2 separate regions of the Sus scrofa genome follow, and region 1 is linked to region 2. The links are chromatin contacts, called in public Hi-C maps. All regions are on one chromosome and are shown on one strand. Each heading gives the region's core, a stretch centred on a gene start, on an enhancer-like site or on the middle of the called end of the contact. The rest is flanking DNA. Distances are from core to core; before and after follow the strand shown.

The links. A called contact is a pair of places that touch in the nucleus more often than the background predicts.
Region 1: a contact with region 2 is called in a Hi-C map of liver, with 4 times the contacts expected there. The contact joins the enhancer-like site here to the promoter of LOC110256655 in region 2. A contact is called at or near these places in 1 of 5 promoter capture datasets (liver), 5 of 47 Hi-C or Micro-C datasets (alveolar macrophages, blood, liver and 1 more) and 2 of 2 datasets of contacts at active chromatin or transcription factors (alveolar macrophages and skeletal muscle).

Annotation. Positions count from the first base shown.
Region 1 is chr1:37,865,012-37,867,711 of Sscrofa11.1, forward strand. All of the region lies in intron 1 of RNF217 (probable E3 ubiquitin-protein ligase RNF217), which reads right to left. Among named protein-coding and RNA genes, the nearest start is that of RNF217, 46 kb to the right of the region's middle. Within about 2 kb of position 1,285, at least 1 of the 83 cell types and tissues checked has an H3K27ac peak or open chromatin away from gene starts, as enhancers often do. A contact at or near this core is called in liver, where this site is marked.
Region 2 is chr1:37,910,925-37,913,624 of Sscrofa11.1, forward strand. LOC110256655 reads left to right here and starts at 1,295. Exons shown (of 3, transcript XM_021072815.1): 1 at 1,295-1,856. The coding sequence starts at 1,391. It overlaps RNF217 (probable E3 ubiquitin-protein ligase RNF217), which reads right to left and starts at 1,198. Exons shown (of 6, transcript XM_021072754.1): 1 at 216-1,198. The coding sequence starts at 1,094.

The DNA of each region.
Region 1 (2,700 bases), core at 35-2,534, 46 kb before region 2:
ACTGCATCCCAGGTAAATGGATCAGTCACTGGATCATCTTTATTACTGTCCATCAGAATGCCAAGCATCTAACCAATATGAAAAGCTTGGTTTTGGTGTATTTGATTTTTGAACTGTTTCTGACAAAAACTGGCTGAAAGCTTCTGTTATCTTTCGAGGCTAATTATCTTTCGAGGCTAATTATTCTATCTAGAGTGGGATGGTGGAATCTGTATAGAGTCATATCCTATTTCCATCATCAGGAAGGACACTGTTCAATTAATAGCTGTACCAAGTAATTTAATCATAATATTAATCAGGGAAAAGCAGAGCTTCATAGTAATTGTAATTTTATTTTTCTATCTATACTTTAGCATCATCTATACATACCTCATACAGTTTTTCCAAGGATTAGTGAGCTAATCCATGCAAGGCATTTATGGTAGAGCCTGGAATGCAGTACAAACTCAGTAAGTGTTAGTTATTACCATCATTATTCAAAATCTTTTCCTGGGAGTTCCCATCATGGCTCAGTGGTTAACGAATCCAACTAAGAACCATGAGGTTTCGGGTTCGATCCCTGGCCTTGCTCAGTGCGTCAAGGATCCGGCGTTGCCGTGAGCTGTGGTGTAGATTGAAGACGCGGCTCAGATCCCACGTTGCTATGGCTCTGGTGTAGGCCAGTGGCTACAGCTCCGATTCGACCCCTAGCCTGGGAACCTCCATATGCTGCGGAAGCTGCCCAAGAAATGGCAAAAAAAAAAACCAAAACAAACAAATGAACAAAAACAAACAAAAAACAAACAAACAAACAAAATCTTTTCCTATATACTACACACTGGTATTTTGATAAAAGTATAGAAGAGCTTCTAGTCTATTCTGGGATCACCTAGTATAGTCAGGGCCATCCATTCTACCTAAAGCCAGGGAATCCAACATGAATGGTGCTACCTGGGGCTGTCTACCTTAACAGTACCCTCTGGAGCTGTGTAACATATAAGCCCTGAATTTGGTATAGAGACAGTTCCTATTTAACAGTAATGAGTAACAGGCTGAGGAGTAACCAGCTGGAGGTGGCTGACCTTGTATAACTTGCACATGTATCTTGGAGGGCATTATATCTCTAGGATTTATCCTAACATTTCACAAATTAATTTGCTAGCTTAACAGCAACAAATAATAACTGCATTTACTTTTTGGTGCTGTTATATATTATTTACCTTATAAACATTATCCAGTAGGTAAATAATGGCCAACTAGTGATCTGGACCTTGATCTGCTAGATGAAAAATACTGTGCTCTTTCCAGCTGGCACTCAGTGAGATGACACAATGAATGACTGAAATACAATGAGCGTTCATGGAGTATTCCTGTTGTGTCCTTTCTTTCAGAAGCCTCACATTTCCCTTTTATTATACTATTTAATATGAATTAGATATGGTAGATGAATAGGAACTGTGCCTGCCCCCTGGAAGGCTCCTCCTCTGGGGTTTACATGCCTTGTCATTCCCTTGCTTCACTCAGGGCTTTTCTGAACCAAATCATTACCCGTGCAGCCTTCCATGACCACATTCTCAAAAAGAGAGTGTAGGAGTTCCCACTGCGGCTCAGTGGTTGACGGATCCAACTAGGAACCATGAGGTTGTGGGTTCGATCCCCAGCCTTGCTCAGTGGGGTGGAGATCCAGCGTTGCCGTGAGCTGTGGTATAGGTTGCAGACACGGCTTAGATCCCGCGTTGCTGTGGCTGTGGTGTAGGCCGGCAGCTACAGCTCTGATTCGACCCCTAGCCTGGGAACCTCCATATGCTGTGGGAGCGGCCCTAGAAAAGGCAAAAAGACGAAGAAAAAAAAAAAGAGAGCGTGTATAAATATATATATAATAAATATACATACACTTCCCTTACCTACCTCTACATTTCCTCTTATTCTTCCGGCAATAACCACTGTCACCGTCTTACTATGTATATTTATTTATTATCTGCTTCCCCCCCCCCACTAGAATTAAGATCCAAAAATTGGGCAGGGCCTCCTTTTGGTTAACTGCTGTATCCCTAGAACCATGACCAGTTTATATTATATGTAGTAAATGCTCAATAATATAATAATGCTGAATCAATGAAAACATCAACATTAAATATCAGTCAGTTCAAATATTTTTCTATATTTTTCCCTTTGGGCCTTTAAAGATAATCTTTTAGAAATGCTAACTTTCAGGAAGCAAACAGTTAATATTTTATATCTGAAAAACCACCATGACAAATGAATATGTTGTTCAAAGATATTTTACTGGAAGCTCTGAAAGGATACTTTCAACTTAAGGAATTATAAAATAGGCATTTTAAATAGATATGGACTATAATCATCAAAATATAATAAATGGTGGAGTTTCCATCATGGCTCAGTGGTTAACAAACCCGACTAGTATCCATGAGGACGCAGGTTCCATCCCTGGCCTCGCTTGGTGGGCTAAGGATCCCGCGTTGCTGTGAGCTGTGGTGTAGGTTGCAGACGCGGCTCAGATCCTGCATTGCTGTGTCTGTTGGCGTAGGCTAGTGGCTACAGCTCTGATTTGACCCCTAGCTTGGGAACCTCATATGCCACAGGTGCAGCCCTAAAAAGACTATATATATACATATACACACACACACACGTGTGTGTATATATACATAATGAATAAGGAATTCAAAGATGATACAGATTTGCCAATCAAACCAAAAATCA
Region 2 (2,700 bases), core at 45-2,544:
GAATTAAATTCCGGTCACCTTAACCAGTGAAGACAAACACACTTAAATATTCTAAGGACAACAACAGAGAAGTGAGAAACTGACAGAGGTCCTCTGTAAGGGCATTCATCACCTCCTCCCGCGAGCAGAGCAGGGAGCTGGCGAGCTGGCCATCCTGGCCAGTGCTCTGGAATGCTGAATGGGGAACAGAGGAAGGATAGAGGTGCTGAGCTTACCTGGGAACTCAGGTAGACTTTGAGGCACTCCTCGCACACGGCCTTCTTGCAGCAGGGCAAGGGCTTGATGGGCTTGTCTTCCAGGCACACCCGGCACATCAGCACCATAAGGGGCGCATAGGGATCCCCGACCCCACCCAGGCCAGAGTAGGGTGGAGCTCCCAGCAAGCTGGGCACGGAGAATGGCTCGGGCGCCAGGTAGAACTCCAGCTCGATGCTGCCGCCGTCGGGAGACAGGGGGTCCGTTGGGAGAGACAGCGGGGGGCTAGGGAAGGAGGAGGGGGTGCTGGGAGGGTTGATCACTGGAGGAGCCCGAGGTGGCGACGACGCGGTCAGCGAAAGCCGCTCCGCCGAGGGGACCTCGGGCAGGTCGTTCTCCACGCAGAAAACAGAGCAGAAGACTTGTCTCTTGGCGGGAGGCGGGCGCCGCTGCCCTAGCACGTCCAGGACCAGTCCGTCCGGGACCCCGACGCGGGTCCGGGGCTCGGACTCCTCGCCCGGGGGCGCCTCCTGCTGTTCATCCCCTCCCTCGTTTCGGCTCCTCGCTTCCTCCTCCTCCTTGGCCAGCTGCTGTTGCAAAGCCTGGGGGTTGAGGGGCCCGGTGAGGGCCAGTCCCGAGGGTTGACCCGGCGCGTGGCTTTTCCTCCAGCTCGGAGTTCCCCGGCTCCTCTCTGGCTCCGGGGCGCTCGTATCCGCGCAGCCCGAGTTGCTTCCGCAGCTGCGGCCGCTCAGCTCCGCGGAGGCGGTGCGCGGCCCGGGCGCCCCGGCGCTGTCCCCCGGCGGCCTCGGGGGCTCGGGATGGCCCGCGGCGCCACTAGCGGGAGTCCGCGCCTCCCGGGGCCCGCCGCCGCCGCTCACCGTGCTCTGCTCCTCGCCCATCGCCGCCCGCGGCCCGAGCCGCCGCTGCCCATCCAGCCGCCGGGACCCCTACCCGGCGCCGGCGGGCAGCGGGGGCAGAGGCTCGGCTCGACTCGCGGCTCCGCTTCTGCTTCCGGGTCCCTCCTCCGGGGCTGGGACGCCCCGAGCTCCCTCCGGGGAGCCCGTGCTCCCGGGCAGCGGCGCGCAGGGAGCCCGGCCCGGCCCGCGGCTCCTCCTCCTCGTCCTCCCGCGCGGCGGGGCACCGCCTCGGGGGCGCCGAGGGCCGCTCGCTCCGGCAACCGGCGCGCCCTCCCCACATGCAGGTCGGGGCGGTGCCGCGGCCCCCGGGAGCCCCGGGCGGGACAGAAGGGTCTGAGGGGAGGCGGCCGTCAGTCCCGCGCCATCGCCGGACCCCGCTGCAAACCGGGCGGCCGGAGGGCGGTGGTCCAAGGGTCCAGGGGCCTGTGGCGCCGCCGCGGCGCGCACCCGGAGGGGCAGCCGGAGCGCGAGCCAGCCGCCGCGGCCCCTGGGGGAGAGGCCGGAGCGCGCGACCTCCTTCTCCCGCTCCTCGTGCTTCACCTAGAGCACTCTTCGCCGCCCCTCACCCCACCCCTTTGGCGCACACCTCCCCACACGTACACACGCGCGCGGGCACCGCGCACTCACTCACGCACACCCCGAGTGGGTGTGATCTCAGAGCCGGGATGCGCTCTCGCGCCCGGAGTTCACACTGGGCCTCGACCAAAACCTCCAGAGCAGGCAAGCTGCCCTTTGGGCTACGCTGTGAGTAGAAACTTCCTACAAAACTCTTTACTGAAAGCTGGAACTAGAAAACACTGGCTACTTGAGGGCTTTGGTGTCGCGTGTTCCTCTTGAGTTCGTCTCATTTTAAATCCTCCGAAGAGGGAGTTCAGAGAAATAACGCTAGGAATTATTAATTCAAAACGCGGTATATATAGTTTTCTGTTTAATGAAGTAGGAAGGATGTTTGAAAGCCACAAATACGCCAAAAAGCACTCTTAACCTACTCCTCCAACTGGAAGCCTTATGAAAGCTGATAAATAACGAATTTAAGATGTATCCCTTTCCCTCCTTGTCACAGTTCTCTTAGGAACTTTTTTAACCCCTTGAATATTCCAAAATTTGTAGCATAAGGTAGTAAGATGGTCTGGCCTAGTTAATAAACTGGATCATTGGTGGAAATCATGAAAAGTTTCATTAGCATAACCATATTTACCCCAAAACTGTTTCCAAGACAACAATTATATTTGAGCCAGAACTTAATTATGTGTTGATCTATCTTTATTTTCCAGGAAGTATTAGTCACCCAGACTGGTGCATTTTAGTTCCCTAAAGCCAATGAAAACATTTTTGGGAAGCCAACCTTTTACTTTTTCCCCCATCTTGAGAGGGAATTCAATTTACGCATTAATGTAATAGGAAGGAGCTGTGAAGTGTGTCAAAATTGTCCTCTTGAAGTTGTTATTGGTTGTTCTAAAATATTGTTCGGATACAAATGATAGAAAGGTGACTAGCTACACAGTACTAAGAAAGCAGGATGACACTAAAGAGCATTTCCGTCGTGTGTCTGATGGCTCCGTAAAGGGACGAATCGAATCAATGGGTC